3 separate regions of the Mus musculus genome follow, and regions 2 and 3 are each linked to region 1. A link is a contact called in public HiChIP or PLAC-seq data. All regions are on one chromosome and are shown on one strand. The core of a region is the stretch at or near the end of the contact, and the rest is flanking DNA. Distances in the headings are between cores, read along the strand shown.

Evidence for each region. HiChIP or PLAC-seq counts read pairs in DNA pulled down with a chosen protein or histone mark.
Region 2: a FOXA1 HiChIP or PLAC-seq map of pancreatic cancer cells shows a contact between it and region 1. The contact joins two enhancer-like sites. A contact is called at or near these places in 2 of 39 promoter capture datasets (liver and pre-B cells) and 1 of 115 datasets of contacts at active chromatin or transcription factors (pancreatic cancer cells).
Region 3: an HNF4G HiChIP or PLAC-seq map of pancreatic cancer cells shows a contact between it and region 1. The contact joins two enhancer-like sites. A contact is called at or near these places in 1 of 115 datasets of contacts at active chromatin or transcription factors (pancreatic cancer cells) and 1 of 9 other capture datasets (liver).

What each region holds. Positions count from the first base shown.
Region 1 is chr15:79,877,411-79,882,153 of GRCm38.p6, forward strand. No RefSeq gene overlaps it. Among named protein-coding and RNA genes, the nearest start is that of Apobec3, 13 kb to the right of the region's middle. Within about 2 kb of position 2,146, at least 122 of the 459 cell types and tissues checked have an H3K27ac peak or open chromatin away from gene starts, as enhancers often do. A contact at or near this core is called in pancreatic cancer cells, where this site is marked.
Region 2 is chr15:79,389,897-79,394,639 of GRCm38.p6, forward strand. All of the region lies in intron 1 of Tmem184b (transmembrane protein 184b), which reads right to left. Among named protein-coding and RNA genes, the nearest start is that of Tmem184b, 11 kb to the right of the region's middle. Within about 2 kb of position 2,040, at least 151 of the 459 cell types and tissues checked have an H3K27ac peak or open chromatin away from gene starts, as enhancers often do. A contact at or near this core is called in pancreatic cancer cells, where this site is marked.
Region 3 is chr15:79,412,808-79,417,550 of GRCm38.p6, forward strand. No RefSeq gene overlaps it. Among named protein-coding and RNA genes, the nearest start is that of Gm16059, 11 kb to the right of the region's middle. Within about 2 kb of position 1,889, at least 136 of the 459 cell types and tissues checked have an H3K27ac peak or open chromatin away from gene starts, as enhancers often do. A contact at or near this core is called in pancreatic cancer cells, where this site is marked.

The DNA.
Region 1 (4,743 bases), core at 896-3,395:
CAGAGGCAGGCAGATCTCTGAGTTCAAAGCCAGCCAGGTCTACAGAGTGAGTTCCAAGATAGCCAGGGCTATACAGAGAAACCTTGTCTTTCAAAGAGAGAATTAAACCAGGCATGGAGGTGTCTTGGGAAATGGAGGCAGGAAGATCAAATTTTCAAAGATATCCTCAGCTATGTACCAAGTTCAAGGCTAGCCTGAGCTACATGAAACAGCCTCCCCCCAAAAAAGGAGGATTTCAGAAATGATTCTAAATTAAAAGATGAGGGGCCAGATATACGGGTGTACACCATTCATTGCAGCACCTGCCTGATCTACATAGCAAGTTACAGGTCACCAGAGCTGTACAGTGAGATCCTGCATGTCCCAAAACCAAAGATGAAATTCATTGGGTATGGTGACACATATCTGTAATATGGTGACTCAGGTCAAGTCTAGCCCCGGGCTACACAAAGACTCTCCAAAGAAAAAAGAGGAGGAAGAAGGGGAGGAGAAAAAAAAAGTAAAAACCAAAGCAAACAAAAACAAAAACCCAACAACAATTATGTGTATATGTGAGGGGATGGTATTTGCACATGTGTATAGGTGTCCAGAGTCAGAAAAGGGCACCAGTTCCCTTGGAACTGGAGTTGGTTATAGGTGGTTGTTGATGAACTAACCTGCCTCCATCTTAAGCTTGAGTGCCATCTTATAGCAAGGTTGAACTAGGTTCATTCCTGTTTATGATGAACCTCTTTCAAGGATTAAGCTATGCCCCGTGTAGAACCTCAGCTACACATTTCTGTACTTCCTGTTCAAGAAATGGCAGCCATGCCTTTCTTTCAGGAGCTCCTCATGACCAACTTGTTCTGCTTCTGTAACCCTGCTTCTTTGTCTGCCAAAGCCCCTGTTCGGAAAGCCCGGTCTCCTAAGCTATAAAACCCTCATCTTCCCCATCTAGGGACGACCTCTAAAACTTGCACTAGGGCAGACGGTTGCTGGACCAGCTCTGTGCTGCTGTTCACAATTTAAATTTTTTTTTCTTTTTCTTTATTTTCTTTTTTTTGCTCCAATTTGGCCATTTGAATGGCTGGTCTTTTGTTTTGTTAGTTTGAGACAGTGTTTCTCTGTGTCGCTTTGGCTGAACTGGAAATCAACTCTGTAGATCAAGTTGGCCTTGAACTCACAGAGATCTGCCAGCCTCTGCCTCTCACTGGGATTAAAGGCCTGCACCACCATGGGCTAGCCGAGTTGGTGGTCTTTTACTTCTGCCTGGTGGGCTTAATTGCTGTGAGCTAATTGCTGTGGATGCTGGGAACTGAATTCAGGTCTTCTGCAAATGTAGTATGAGCTCTTAACCAGTGGCTCCATCTTTCCAAGCCCTAAAATATCATTTTAAACATTAATAATTGCTTCATACCCAGGAGGCCTTCCTTCCTCCCAGATACTAGAGACCGCCACTCTCAGCTACGCTGTGATTGGGTCACAAGTGAGCACATGACTTTTGCTGGTCCAATCAATCTCAAATTCGTTCCCCCTACCCCACCCCACCCCCAGGAATTTGGGGTGGGGTCCCCCCCCCACAAAGTTCCTCTTCCTTCTTCAGGATGGTGAAGAGGGCTTGTCATCTCTGCTGTTTCCACCGGTTTCCTACTGCAAGAAACTGGTCTGAAAAGAGACAAGTAGAAAGAGGAGCCGGAGCCAAGGCACCTGCAGCTTGCAGGAGCCAGAGGTCTCCTTCGGTCCATTTATCATTTGATCCCCTTGGAATTGGGTTCTGTCACCCCTGAGTGAATGCACACTGACCTGCCCCTACCTGCTTTTCTAGAGCATGCTGAAGAACGCGTTCAACTTTAGACTGGGGGAGATGGCTGTCCTCCCATCCCCCCGGGTTTTTTTAAGCTATTACTTTCTTTGACCAGAATCAAGATCCAGATGTATCACTCGTGACCATTAACTCTTTTCTGCGCGGAAGGCCACGGGAGGAACCCAGGCCTTTGTTCCCAGATCAGAGCCCCTCCTCCCAGCTCAGGACTGCTTCCTTGCTGGCTCAGATCCCAAAGCACCATTTCTGGCCCGTGACTCACAAAGTAAATCGTCTGTAAGTGAAAAGCCTCTTATCATAACTTTGGCAGGAAAAACAAGGTGGCAAGCCAGGCAACATTCTTCACGCTGGAGGCCTACCAGTGCCAAGGGCTGCTCTGCACACTGCGCATGAGCAATGTCATCTGCTTGCTCCAAGGCTGCGTGCGCTTGCTTGTGTGCGCACCAACTCCTTTCCTGTTCTGTGTGTTCCCAATGGGACACCGTGAAACGTTCTACAGCCCTATCTGGTACCCAACATCATTTTTCTCCTTATCTTAACAGCTGAACTGCAAACATTTCGGCAAGGACGTGACAGTATGCATTTGCTTAGAGGACAGTGGTACCAAGGGATGGAGGTCCTTGTCTTCTGTCATTTTGCATCTTTAGGAACAAGTTAATTTAATCTCGTGGTTTTGAGATAGGGTCTCTTGTAGCCCAGGCTAGACTGGATCTCACTATGTACCTAAGGATGACCTTAAACTTTTCGGAGTCTTCTGTCTCCACCTCCTCAGTGCTGGGCTATCAGGCATTCAACACCATACTTGTTTTTTTTGTTTTGTTTTGGTTTTTTTTTGTTTGTTTGTTTTTTTTGTTTGTTTTTTTTTCTCTTTACATGTAACTTCCATTTACGACAGAATAGATGACTTTTGTTCCTTTGGGGACACTTGGCATCAGCAACCCATGCGAGTCTACCTTCAAAGTCAGACTCATTCATTCTGCCGCTGCCACAGGTTCCAGTTTTACCACAGGAAACGTGAGCATCTTCTCACCCACCCAGTCAGAGTGGATGCTAGCAGGGCTCTGTGAGAGCAGAAGAGTATCAGCATTGTGCCCTTTCTGCCTTAGCCCCGACCGCCTGTTTTGCAGGGGCTCTGCCTCCCCACCCCCAACCCTGTTGGCCATCTCATGATGCCAGCTATAAAGCATGAGCGGCTGTGTACTGTCCAGTGAGTGAGGAATGGATGCAGGTGAAGGGGTAGCCTGTGGGTGTGCGTAGGTGTGATAGTAAGGTGGCCCCATTTCAGGTGACTCCAGGGTAGTGCATGATGGCCTCTCCATTGCCATCCTTTGCCTCCAGGTTAGAGAACACCAGAGTTCATCTCCTGGTCAGCATCCTCTTTGACAGGGGTGGTGGTACAGACCTTGACATAGCTGGTGTTTCAGAGCTTTGGCGGACGTCCACTAAACTGCTGTAAGCTGGTGCCAGCAGCTGGAGCTATTGATGGAGCTGAGCAGCTGCTGCACAGAGCTGGGGAATAAAGCCCAGGCTTCATGCGTGCTAGGTGAGCACTCTCCTAACCAGGCCACATCCCTGGAAAGGCTAACCAGTCCTGTATTTAAAAGCATTATTTCCAGACTGGGTCTCATGGCACATGCTTAGTTCCAGCAGAGGCAGGCAGATCTCTGGGTTCGAGGCCAGCCTGGTGTACATAACAAGTTCCAGGACAGCCAGGGCTACACAGAGAGACCCTGTCTCAAACAAACAAAAAGCATTATTTCCGTGGTTATTCTTGGGGGATGAGTTGGTTATTTTTTAATTGATTTATAAATACACACACACACACACACACATATATATATATACACACACACACATATATGTATATGTGTGTGTATGTATATGTGTATGTGTGTGTGTGTAGAAGGCAAAGAACAAACTTGGGTGTTAGTCCTCCAGGCCTGTTCCTTTTACCTGAACCAGAGTTTCTCACAGGCTGGGAACTTCAGTACAAAGGGCAGGCTGACTGGCCCCCATGCTTCTAGGGCTCCAACTCCCATCTTGCCATTCACTGGGAGAATCATCCCTGGGTTTTTGTGTTGGCTCTGGGGATCCAAACTCGGGTCTCCAGGCTTGTAAGACCAGCTCTTTAGCAACGAACCTCCCAAGCCCTTTAATAGAACCTGTTTCCATGGCTTCAGACTGTCATGCTCCGAGGCTTTGACAGTCACAGATTCATAACTAGAGGCAATGAGATTGCTAGTCCAGCAAATGAAATGTCCTCCTAGCCCTTGCAATGCTGATTCATGGCTGCATGTGTAAAATCATTCCCTGAAGGTTGCTTGTTTGTCTTAGAACGTGCATTTCCAATCTCATGCTTGCTCTGGAGAACTGTTCAGTCTTTGTGCTTGCCATGCAGTTTTCTGATTAGTTGCTTTTATTTTATGTTTGTTCCTGGTATGCATTTTCACACACCCATATACATACTGAGATCAGAAAACTTGTATACATCCATATTCTTCTATCATGTGAGTGGGAGAGACTGAAGGTGGCTCATCCCACTGTTCTTCTAGGTGCTCCCCTCGCTTGGCCGCAAGCGCCTTTATCTGTGAGCCCTCTCTCTGACCCTTAGACATCGTGTATTCGTTGTTATAGATAAAGAACCATTTGGCAACATTGATTCACCTTTTAAAGTCATAGATACAATGTAATATAATAGCAACTAAGCATACTCAACAACAAACCAGTAACCTGAAAGCAGAAGCCCTAGACCAATCAGAATCTTCCTCATTCCTTTCTACGCAAGGTATCTCCTCTAAGTGGTAGCTTCTAAGATTTTATTTTTGCATTGTAGCTTAAATTGTAATACGGGGGGAGGGGGGGCAGACAGGAGGGCAGGTGGTAGAATCTGGGCAGAGTATAGGACCAAGCAGGGCTACATAGTAAAACTCTAATTTTCTACT
Region 2 (4,743 bases), core at 790-3,289, 490 kb before region 1:
GGACATGGGCATGGCATGGACAATGGTGTGGAGCCAGCCTGTGCCCTCCTGATGTTTCGGTAGGCTTGTGCCAACAAGGCCTCACTCAGGAGCAGTTGAACAGGCCACTTGTGACAGATACTATGCAGCTCATAAAGGCCTTGGCCACATGCAAAGGAGACTTAACTGGTCAGAGCACCCAGACAGATGAGTGCTCTGGGCAGAGACCCTCCGGTGGCCACCATGACAAAGGACAGGGCTCATGTTGAGCCTCAGGCCTGTGGCTAATGGGAAAGAAGGAAACAAGCTTGGGGTAACCCAGCTCTCAAAACAGGGGGTAGCCAATACACTATGCTCTCCACCTTACACCAGAGGGTCAAGGGAGTGGAATGTGACCCAGAAGGGACTTGAGAACATGGCATCGGAGGGAAGTGGGAAGGCGAGTCTGGAACACATTTCAACCAGGCCCTAGGAAATGAACTGTGTCAAACCCAGGAACCCACTCAGTAAACTTCCCCTCCTCCAACACACACCATGTCTGCAGCCTCCTCTGGGAAGACAGGCCGCTGTCCCTCTGTGAGGACAGCCTCCTCACACTGCCCTCCCCACACTGTCCCCTCACACTGCCCTCCCTACTCTGCCCTCCCACTCTGCAATCCTCACACTGCCCTCCCCACACTGCCTGGCCTTTCTTCAACCTTGAGCCCTGGAGCCACGTCACCAACACCTGACTCCAAGCTCTGCCACTCTAGCTGTGTGTCAGAGACAAATTATGCAACCTCTCTCTGCTTGGCACAAAGGGCACACAGCCACGCCCAAGCCAGAGGCGCTTCCAGGAAAAAACAAGACTCAAGTACTGCACGCTGCTGCTGCCATCACTATTACTGGTCTCACACAAATGCATCCTCCCATCACAGAGGGGTGTGGTGGGGTATCACATTCCCACCAGCCGCTGAGCCCAGGCTGGCCCTACTTCTGGTCTCTGATTCTCTTTAATCTTGTGGGTGTGTGCAGTGTGCATGCTTGTATATGGTATATGTGTGTATGATGTTTGTGTGTGGTATATACGGGGTATTTATGTAATGTGTATGGTGTGTCTACGGTATATGTGTGATAGATATATATATGCATATGTGTATATGTGATGTGTGTGTGAATATGCTATATGCATGCTTGGTGTGTGTGTGTAGCATGGTATGTATGTGTGTACTATGTGTGTGTAGCCTGGTATGCATGTGTGTACTGTGTGTGTGTAGCCTGGTATGCATGTGTGTACTGTGTGTGTGTATACATTACACATGTGCAAGCAAAGACCAGGAGGATATTGGATATTACTCTGAGGAAAGGTCGAGTTCCTGTGTTTGGGTTAGAGCTGGCTGGCAGTCAGCAAGCGGCAACAGTCCTCCTGACTCTGAGATGACTTATGCATGTGAGACCACAGCCAGCTTGTTCAGTGAGTGACAGGATCTGAACTCAGGTCCTCATGGTGGTGCTTACAAAAAGCACTCTTAACCACCTAGCCCTCCCTCCAACCTCACTTCACCCCAAACCTCTCCCCTTTTTGAGACAAGGTCTCACTGTAGCTGAAGCCAGCTTGAAGTCAGGGTAATCCTCCTGCCTCAGCCTGAGTGTTGGGTTTACAAGCATGAGCCACAACACCCAGCCAGATTTTCATTCATTTCATTTCAGAGCAGAGCCCTGCCAAGCTGTAGCCACGGAGGGCACGCCCCAGTGTCCATTGGCCCCCCTCAGGCCAGGCTGCACTGGCAACAGGCAGGCAGGCACTCCTCTGGAATGTTGTTCTGTTTGTCTCATCCCCTGGGGGAAGTTCATTTTTACAGGCCTCCTCCCTTCTCCCCATAGGGACTCCCTTGAACACTGCATCTGGGCCTGTAGCCTGGGAATGAGGGGCTCTTAGACCTGGGGGGTGGAGGGCTGCTTAGCTTGACCAACCTCCAAGTGGCTGCCTTTGGAGGGAAGCCGGCCCACATCAGAGACAGACATCAGCCCACACGCTGGCCCTTCTCCAGAAGCGATTAGAGGAAAGAGTGGCTGGCCAGCAGCTGGTAGCTTTGCTTGGTGAGTCTTCTGAAAAAGGTCACATGCCTCACGACAGGACAGAGGTCCACCTCTCCCACAATACTATTCCCATCAAGACACACATGCCCTCCCCCCTGCCCCGCATTCCCACTGGAGCCTGAAGCAGAGGAGAACTTATCCAACCCTGGCCTGTTTGTGCTGGGGGTAGTATGGAGGGGGCGGGGGGGGGGGTATCAGAAGCAGAGGCAGCAACAGGGGACTCTAAGCCCTTCAGTTCCTGGGGATCACTTAACCCTGCCTTGAATTAGGCGATTTTGCTTTGGGTCTCTTTGGAGTTTTGTTGTTGTTTTATGATTTCTATGATTGTATGTGTGTAAATGTTTGCCTGCATGTTATATTTGTGTACCACATGCAAGCCTAGTGCCCGTGGAGGTCAGGAGAGGGCAATAGCTCCCTGGAACTGGAGTTAGGATGGTTTTCAGCTACCATGTGGGTGCTAGAAGTGGAACCTGGATCCTCTGCAACATCAGCAAGTGCTCTGAATCACTGAGCCATCTCTCCAGCTCTGTAGTGGGGTCTTTTGGGTTTGTCTGTTGGTCTCTCTAAGACAGAGTCGCCTTGCTAACTTTGAACTCTCTATGTAGACAAGGCCAGCCTGTCTCTTACCCCGAGTGCTGGGACTCAGAGTGTGCACCATCATGCCCAGAGTTCAGGGTTTTGGTTTTCAAATGGACCAGATTGACCTCTGGTTACTCGGTTATCTTCCACACTGAATACAAACAGATCAGCGTGCGGTCTGTAGGGCTGAGCTTTGGAGCCTCTCTAACTACCCAGTGTCCCATCTAGCACTGAGCAAGCACATGGCTGCAGAACCCTGAACCCCAACCTCCCCACTGCCTTCTGGGAGCTGGCTTTCTAAACAAAGACTACTACAGGTGCCTTCCCCTGGGTGTCAGCACAAGTCTCAGTGCAGGGTTTAGATGGCCAACCCCAAACAACAAACTTCATTCACACCTACAGAGCGAACAGGCGGCCCGTCCTGGTGCACACCCACAACAGAGTGTGCAAGGGGCTCAAGAGCAGAAAAGGCCACAGCACAGATGCCTGTCCCCACAGGGAGGGCTACACAGTGTCAAAATCAGCCAGTGGATACCTCCGCAGCAGTGAAAAAGAACAAAGGACTATTCTACAAAGCTGGATGGTCTCACTGACATGGAGAGGAGAAGCCAGGCACCAGACGCTCAAACCAGGCAGAACGAATCCCAGGTGCCGAGCTGTGAGCATCCTTACCTGGGACAGCAAGTAACCACAAGGAGTCCCAGGGAAGAGTCAGGTGCCTGGGACACAGTGCAGAAAGTCCCAAGTGATAGCAGCAGGGAATGGCCATGGCTGTAGGAAGGTCAGAGGGCAGCAGCCAAGGTGCTGGGCGAGGGAGCAAAGGCGTGGAGGTGCAGTGTCAGGGACGCCAACAGTGCAAAAGCCAGCTTCTCCAGAAAGCATGGATCCAGAGCCACCACAGAGGGGCCTGGGACACCCAGGGTGTTAGCTGCCCACAGGGAAAGCCCTGAAGGTTTCAGAGGAAGCTCACTGCAGGGGTTTAAAAGTGCCAAAGCCAGCCAACAGCAGGGGAGGAGCTAGAGGTCCTCGTTACTAAGGAACCCCAAACCTGCTCAGACATTCTGTGAAAACCAAGTTCACTGGATGGGGTCAGGGCCTAAGTGAGGCCAGCTGTCTTTGAAGGGGTGGCCTGGACTGGCCGCCTACACTGGGCAAGTGGGGAGTTCAGTTAATCCTGTTTGATTTTCTTCAAGGGATATAACATTCACGTTTCAGCCATCAGAAGTACAAGGGGAGCCAGGCCTGGTAACATTCAGGAAGCCGAAGTCAGAAGATGATTGAACCTAGGAGTTTGGAGCCAGCTCTAGGCAGGCTTGGGAGTCCCTGTTCTTTTGCAGGTGAAAAAGGCACAAAGGACAATCAGCAAGCAATGGCCAGCACAGTGCACTCCACCCCAGAGATGTCATGGTCCCAGCTTCTTGTGGCTGCCTAGGGACCATCTACATACCGGAACACTTCCTTCACTTTACAGAGGGGCTTCTGGACACGGCCCCCTCCAGTCGCTGCTTTCACTCAGCGGTTTGTCTACAACAGCCCTGACCCCTCTATGGCCTCTGCTGTGACTGCCCATGGCCGGACAGGCCATCATTTCTTTGTGTCTCCCTGGACAGAGACATTGAGGGTGAGTCCAGCTCTTGGCTATTACAAAGCAGCAGCAATGTCCAGCCATGTAACCAATCACTCTGCTCACAGAGTATCATGCCTGCAGGCCAATTCCTCATGCAGCTTCTGGAGGTTCAGAAATGCACACTGCAGACAAGTCAAGGCGGAGGCGGAGTACGCTTAAGTTGTTCACCTAGGAACTGAATCTTACTGTTGGCAATGGCGCTTGTGGTGGGGGAAGAAATGGCAGAGGAAAGCTGAGTTTTCAACAAAAAGGGCTCTAGGTGAGGAGGTGGTACTGGACCGAGATCAGACCCAACTCGCTCAGTGTTCTGCCCATCCGTGAACTAGCTCTCCTTACGTGCACATATGGGGAGACTCAGGGATGGGGGTGCAGCTCAGCAGAAGAGCCCTTGCCTAGCCGTACATAAGCTCCAGTGACTGTCCCCATCTCGGCCACAAGGAAGAATGAAAAGGCTAGACCTAGACTGTCAGCCCTCCCCA
Region 3 (4,743 bases), core at 639-3,138, 460 kb before region 1:
TGTTCCAACTCACAGAGGCCAGTGGGGCCTAAGCCGGCCAAGCAATGGCGGATGGGGCACTTGAAGGCATTAGTACTCAGTTTACAGATGTAGAAGCTGGGGCTCAGGGGAGTTGAGCTGCCCAGAGATGGTCGCTTGTGCCTGAACTAAGACACAAGACTGCGGTACATTTCTTAAAATTGTATTTATTTTATGTGCATGGGGTCTTCTCAGATGCTCTGGAAGTGGTGTTACAGGCAGTGGTGAGAGGCCACGTGGGTGTTGGGAATTGAATCCGAGTCGTCTGGAAGAGCAGCCTCTGGTTAAGAGCAGTCAGTGCTCTTAATCTCCGAGCCGTTTCTCCAGCCCCAGAACAGCTGTATATTTAAGAGGCTAGCCTGGGCTACAAAATGAGACAGTTTCAGAGAGAGAGAGAGAAAGAGAGAGAGAGAGAGGAGGAGGAGGAGGAGGAGAGAGAGAGGAGGAGGAGGGGGAGGGGAGGGGAGGGGAGGGGAGGGGAGGGGAGGGGAGGAAAGAAAACAGTAGGCTGCAGAGATGGCTCAGTGGTTAGGAGCACTTGCTGCGCTGTTCTTGCAGAAGGCAGGAGTTTGGTTCCTAAAACCCACATCAAATGGCTCACAACTGTAACTGTCAGCTCCAAGGGAGGCAACACCATCTTTCTGGCCTCCATGGGCACCTGCGCGAACATGTACACACACACCAACATGGACATAATTTTTGGGGAAAATTTTTCAAGAGAAAAAGGTTTGGAGGAGAGAGTTGTCAATAGAGTATCTGGTGGCCAAACTTGAAGGCCTCAGTTCCCTACCCAGCACCAATTTCAGGGCAGGCCTGGCAGCACAAACCTCTAACATCAGTGCTGGGCAGGTGGAGACAGGCCGGTGTCCGCTGGCCATTCGGAGAGGTCCGAGTTGAGGGACAGACGCCCTCAGAATATAAAAGGGAGAGCAATAAGGGTGAGACACCATCATCCTCTGGTCTCCACACTGGGGCGTACATACCTGCATGCTCACTGCTCGCACATTTGAACACACGCACACACACACCATGCTCACACTCACGTGTTTTTGTTTTGTTTTGCTTTCTCTTGGTTCTGAAGATGATCTGCTTGCAGAGAACAGGAAGTGCAGGAGCCATCTGGGTCCAGGTCCACATCTGCATGATGTGACCTCAGCCTCCTCGGGCGGCTGTGGATTGCCTAACTTCTCCCACTCTTCCCCCACCCTCGCAGGTCCAGTGAGACCAGAGCTCTAGGCCTTTTCTCCCATGTGGTTTCCCTGCTGGGAACAATGTTCTTCTCCTCAACACCAGCGAACTTCTCCTCACATCCCAAGGCTCGGGCCAAGCATCTCCTCCACACCATACACCTTCCCTGCTTCCTCTGGGCTTCACCAGAGGCTACCCACACGATTCTCATGCTGTTAATGGGACCCAGGGGTCTCCTCATATATTCTGGGCAGGAGCTCTGTCACTGAGACACATGCCCAGACCAGCTCACAGTGTGTTCTCCTGTGAGATAAACCAATTTCCTCACCTGAGTCTGTCCCTGTGACAAGCATGCACAGATGCCTGGCTATGAGGAGCCGGGACTACGTATTGTTGCTTTGGTATCTGCATCCTCCTAATGGGGATTAGAGATCCTAGCCAGCCTGGGTTGTCATGGCTCGGCTCGGGTGCTCTCTGGGAATTTAGCCCTGTGTCCATCTATGCTCTTGTTTAGTCCTGACTATTCTTAGAAGCAGAAGTGTGTATCATTAACCTCACCTGCACAAGAGGAAACTCAGATGGCGTCCAGGGTCACAGAGGGGCCACTCAGTTCTCTGGAATCCATCTCTGAGCATCCTGCTTCTTCTCTGGCCAACACATGGCAAATACCTCTGAGGCCTGCCATCATGCTTGCTACATGAGTGACAATGACTCATCAGGTAGCACGGCTGCCCTCCGTCTGAGTGCAACTTCCTGGTGTTTGTTTATTTGGTCTGAATAACGAACTATGGTTGCTGTGTCTCTGGCTTCACTTCCTCCTGTCAGTCACTGCCCTTCCCTCACATAGCAAGGCTGGGGAGGAACAGGGCTGGTTCTGGTTGTACCTCTGTGGGATTTTAGCTTTTGTGTTTTGGGGAGGCAGGGTCTCTCCTGTACCCCGGGCTCATACTATCCTGCTCTTGTCACCATAACCCACCTTGCTTTGATTATGGATGCTTAATTACCTCCAGACAAATTAAGCCAAAGTGGGGGTGGAGCACTACTAACTCATTAAAATGGACGATCCGGCCACAAGATGGATGACGTCAAGTCAAGTCCGACTTGGACAACACATCTAAATACATCCTAAGGGCAAGGAAATGTGAATTTTCATTTATTTACTCCATGCCCATATTTTTAAAATTAATTTATTTATCATCAAGGTCTCATTTACTATGAAGCCCTGGCTGGCATGGAAGAATGGAGACCAGGTTGGTCTCCAACTCACAGAGATCCATCTGCGCTGAAAGCAAAGGTATCCACCACTGGGCTTAGCTATAGGTTTATTTTTTAAAAAGATTTATTTATTATTATTATTATTATATCTAAGTACACTATAGCTGTCTTCAGATGTACCAGGAGAGGGCGTCAGATCTCATTACAGATGGTTGTGAGCCACCATGTGGTTGCTGGGATTTGAACTCAGGACCTTTGGAAGAACAGTTGGTGCTCTTAACCACTGAGCCATCTCTCCAGCCCTAGGTTTATTTATATACTTATTATTTTTTGGTTTTTCGAGACAGGGTTTCTCTCTGTAGCCCTGGCTGTCCTGGAACTCACTCTGTAGACCAGGCTGGCCTCAAACTCAGAAATCTGCCTGCCTCTGCCTCCCCGGTGCTGGGATTAAAGGCGTGTGCCACCACAGTCCGACTTGGTAACAGTAATATTAAAAGTTTGGTGTTTTGAGATCTTTAAATTTCTAATGTTTGTGACGTTTGTGTCAGAGAGAGAGCGAGAGCATGACATGGCACAGACAACTTTTAAGAGTTCAAGACTGGGTTCTCTCCTTCTACATCCGCTTGGGTATGCTTGGGAATTGAACTCAGGTGACAGTCTGGTGACAGGTACCTTTACTCTCTGAACTTCCTCCCCCCACTACCCTGTCCTGTTTTAAATCTTTTTCTTTTTGGTTTTTTTTTTTTTTTTTTTTTTTTTTTTGGGTTTTTCGAGACAGGGTTTCTCTGTGTAGCCCTGGCTGTCCTGGCACTCACTTTGTAGACCAGGCTGGCCTCGAACTCAGAAATCTGCCTGCCTCTGCCTCCCGAGTGCTGGGATTAAAGGCGTGCGCCACCACGCCTGGCTTAAATCTTTTTCTTAAAAAGATTTATTATTACATGTAAGTATATTGAAGCTTTAGACACATCAGAAGAGGGCATCAGGGTCAAGACAGGGCTTCTCTGTATAGCCCTGGTTGTCCTGGAACTCACTTTGTAGACCAGGCTAGGCTGGCCTTGAACTCAGAAATCCCCCTGCCTCTGCCTCCCAAGTGCTGGGATTAAAGGCATGCGCCACCACGCCCGGCTTTCCATTTTGAATCTTAACTGTGCTCAGGAAATAGCAAAACTACACATTACTGTCATTAAGAACTATGATTTTTGAGCCAGGCATGGTGGCATATGCCTGTGATCACTTGAGAAATAGGGAGGAGGTGAGGAGTTCGAGGCCACTCTCAGCTTGCTATTGAATTAGGGACCAGCCTGGGCTACGTGAGACCTTGTCTCAAAGCACCACCTCTCCTTAAAACAAAATGCATTCCACAGTTCCCGCTGTAAGACAAAGTACAAGGGAAACAGGTCAACTGTGTTATCTTTTCAGAGCTTCGTTGTAGCTTCTTACTTCCTGGGCAGGGACGGGTGGGGCCGCATCTTTCCAGCACTTCAGCCAGCAAAGGCAATGAATAAAACGCATTTTGAAGGGCAAACCCTGTCTACCAGCTCTCCCCTGCCACTCAATCTAACCATAATTACCTGGCTTCGGGTGACACGCTCTAAAGTCTGTGTTACAACCCCGATCCCTGACACTTGTGTGACAGGGGCTGGCAGGACAGCAACTTCCAGGCCAGGTTGTGGAGGTCATAGAATCTTTAAATATTGACACTGGGAAGGCCTTTGAGCTAAGCCCAGGACTCTGAAAGACCTGAGGGAAGCTCCAGGAGTTGCTACCTGTGATGGTTTATATATGCTTATCCCAGGGAGTGGCACTATTAGAAGGTGTGTCCCTGTTGGAGTAGGTGTCAGGGTGTGGGCTTTAAGACCCTCATTCTACCTGCCTGGAAGTCAGAGTTCTGCTAGCAGCCTTCAGATGACGATACAGAACTCTCAGCTCCTGCCTGCCTGGATGCTGCCATGTTCCTGCTTTGATGATAATGGACTGAACCTCTGAATCTGTCAGCCAGCCCCAATCAAATGTTATCATTTATAAGACTTGCGGTGGTCATGGTGTCTGTTCACAGCAGTAAAATCCTAATTAAAACACCATCTGTCACAAGTTTTGCTCTCCCCGGGATGAAAGCTATCGCAGTGGCCGGTGTTGAGACTTGGAAGCATGGTTTACAAGCAGTGAGACAAAGTGGGTGAGAGTGGAGACTACCACATCAGGATCTGGCCAAGGGACCAGGGTCCTGCTCACCAGGGTGAGCAGAGATCACCTCACAGAACTGCATGGTCAACCAGAGGAGAGGTGTCTGATGGCTTGACCCAGGCTGTAACCCAAGGCCAG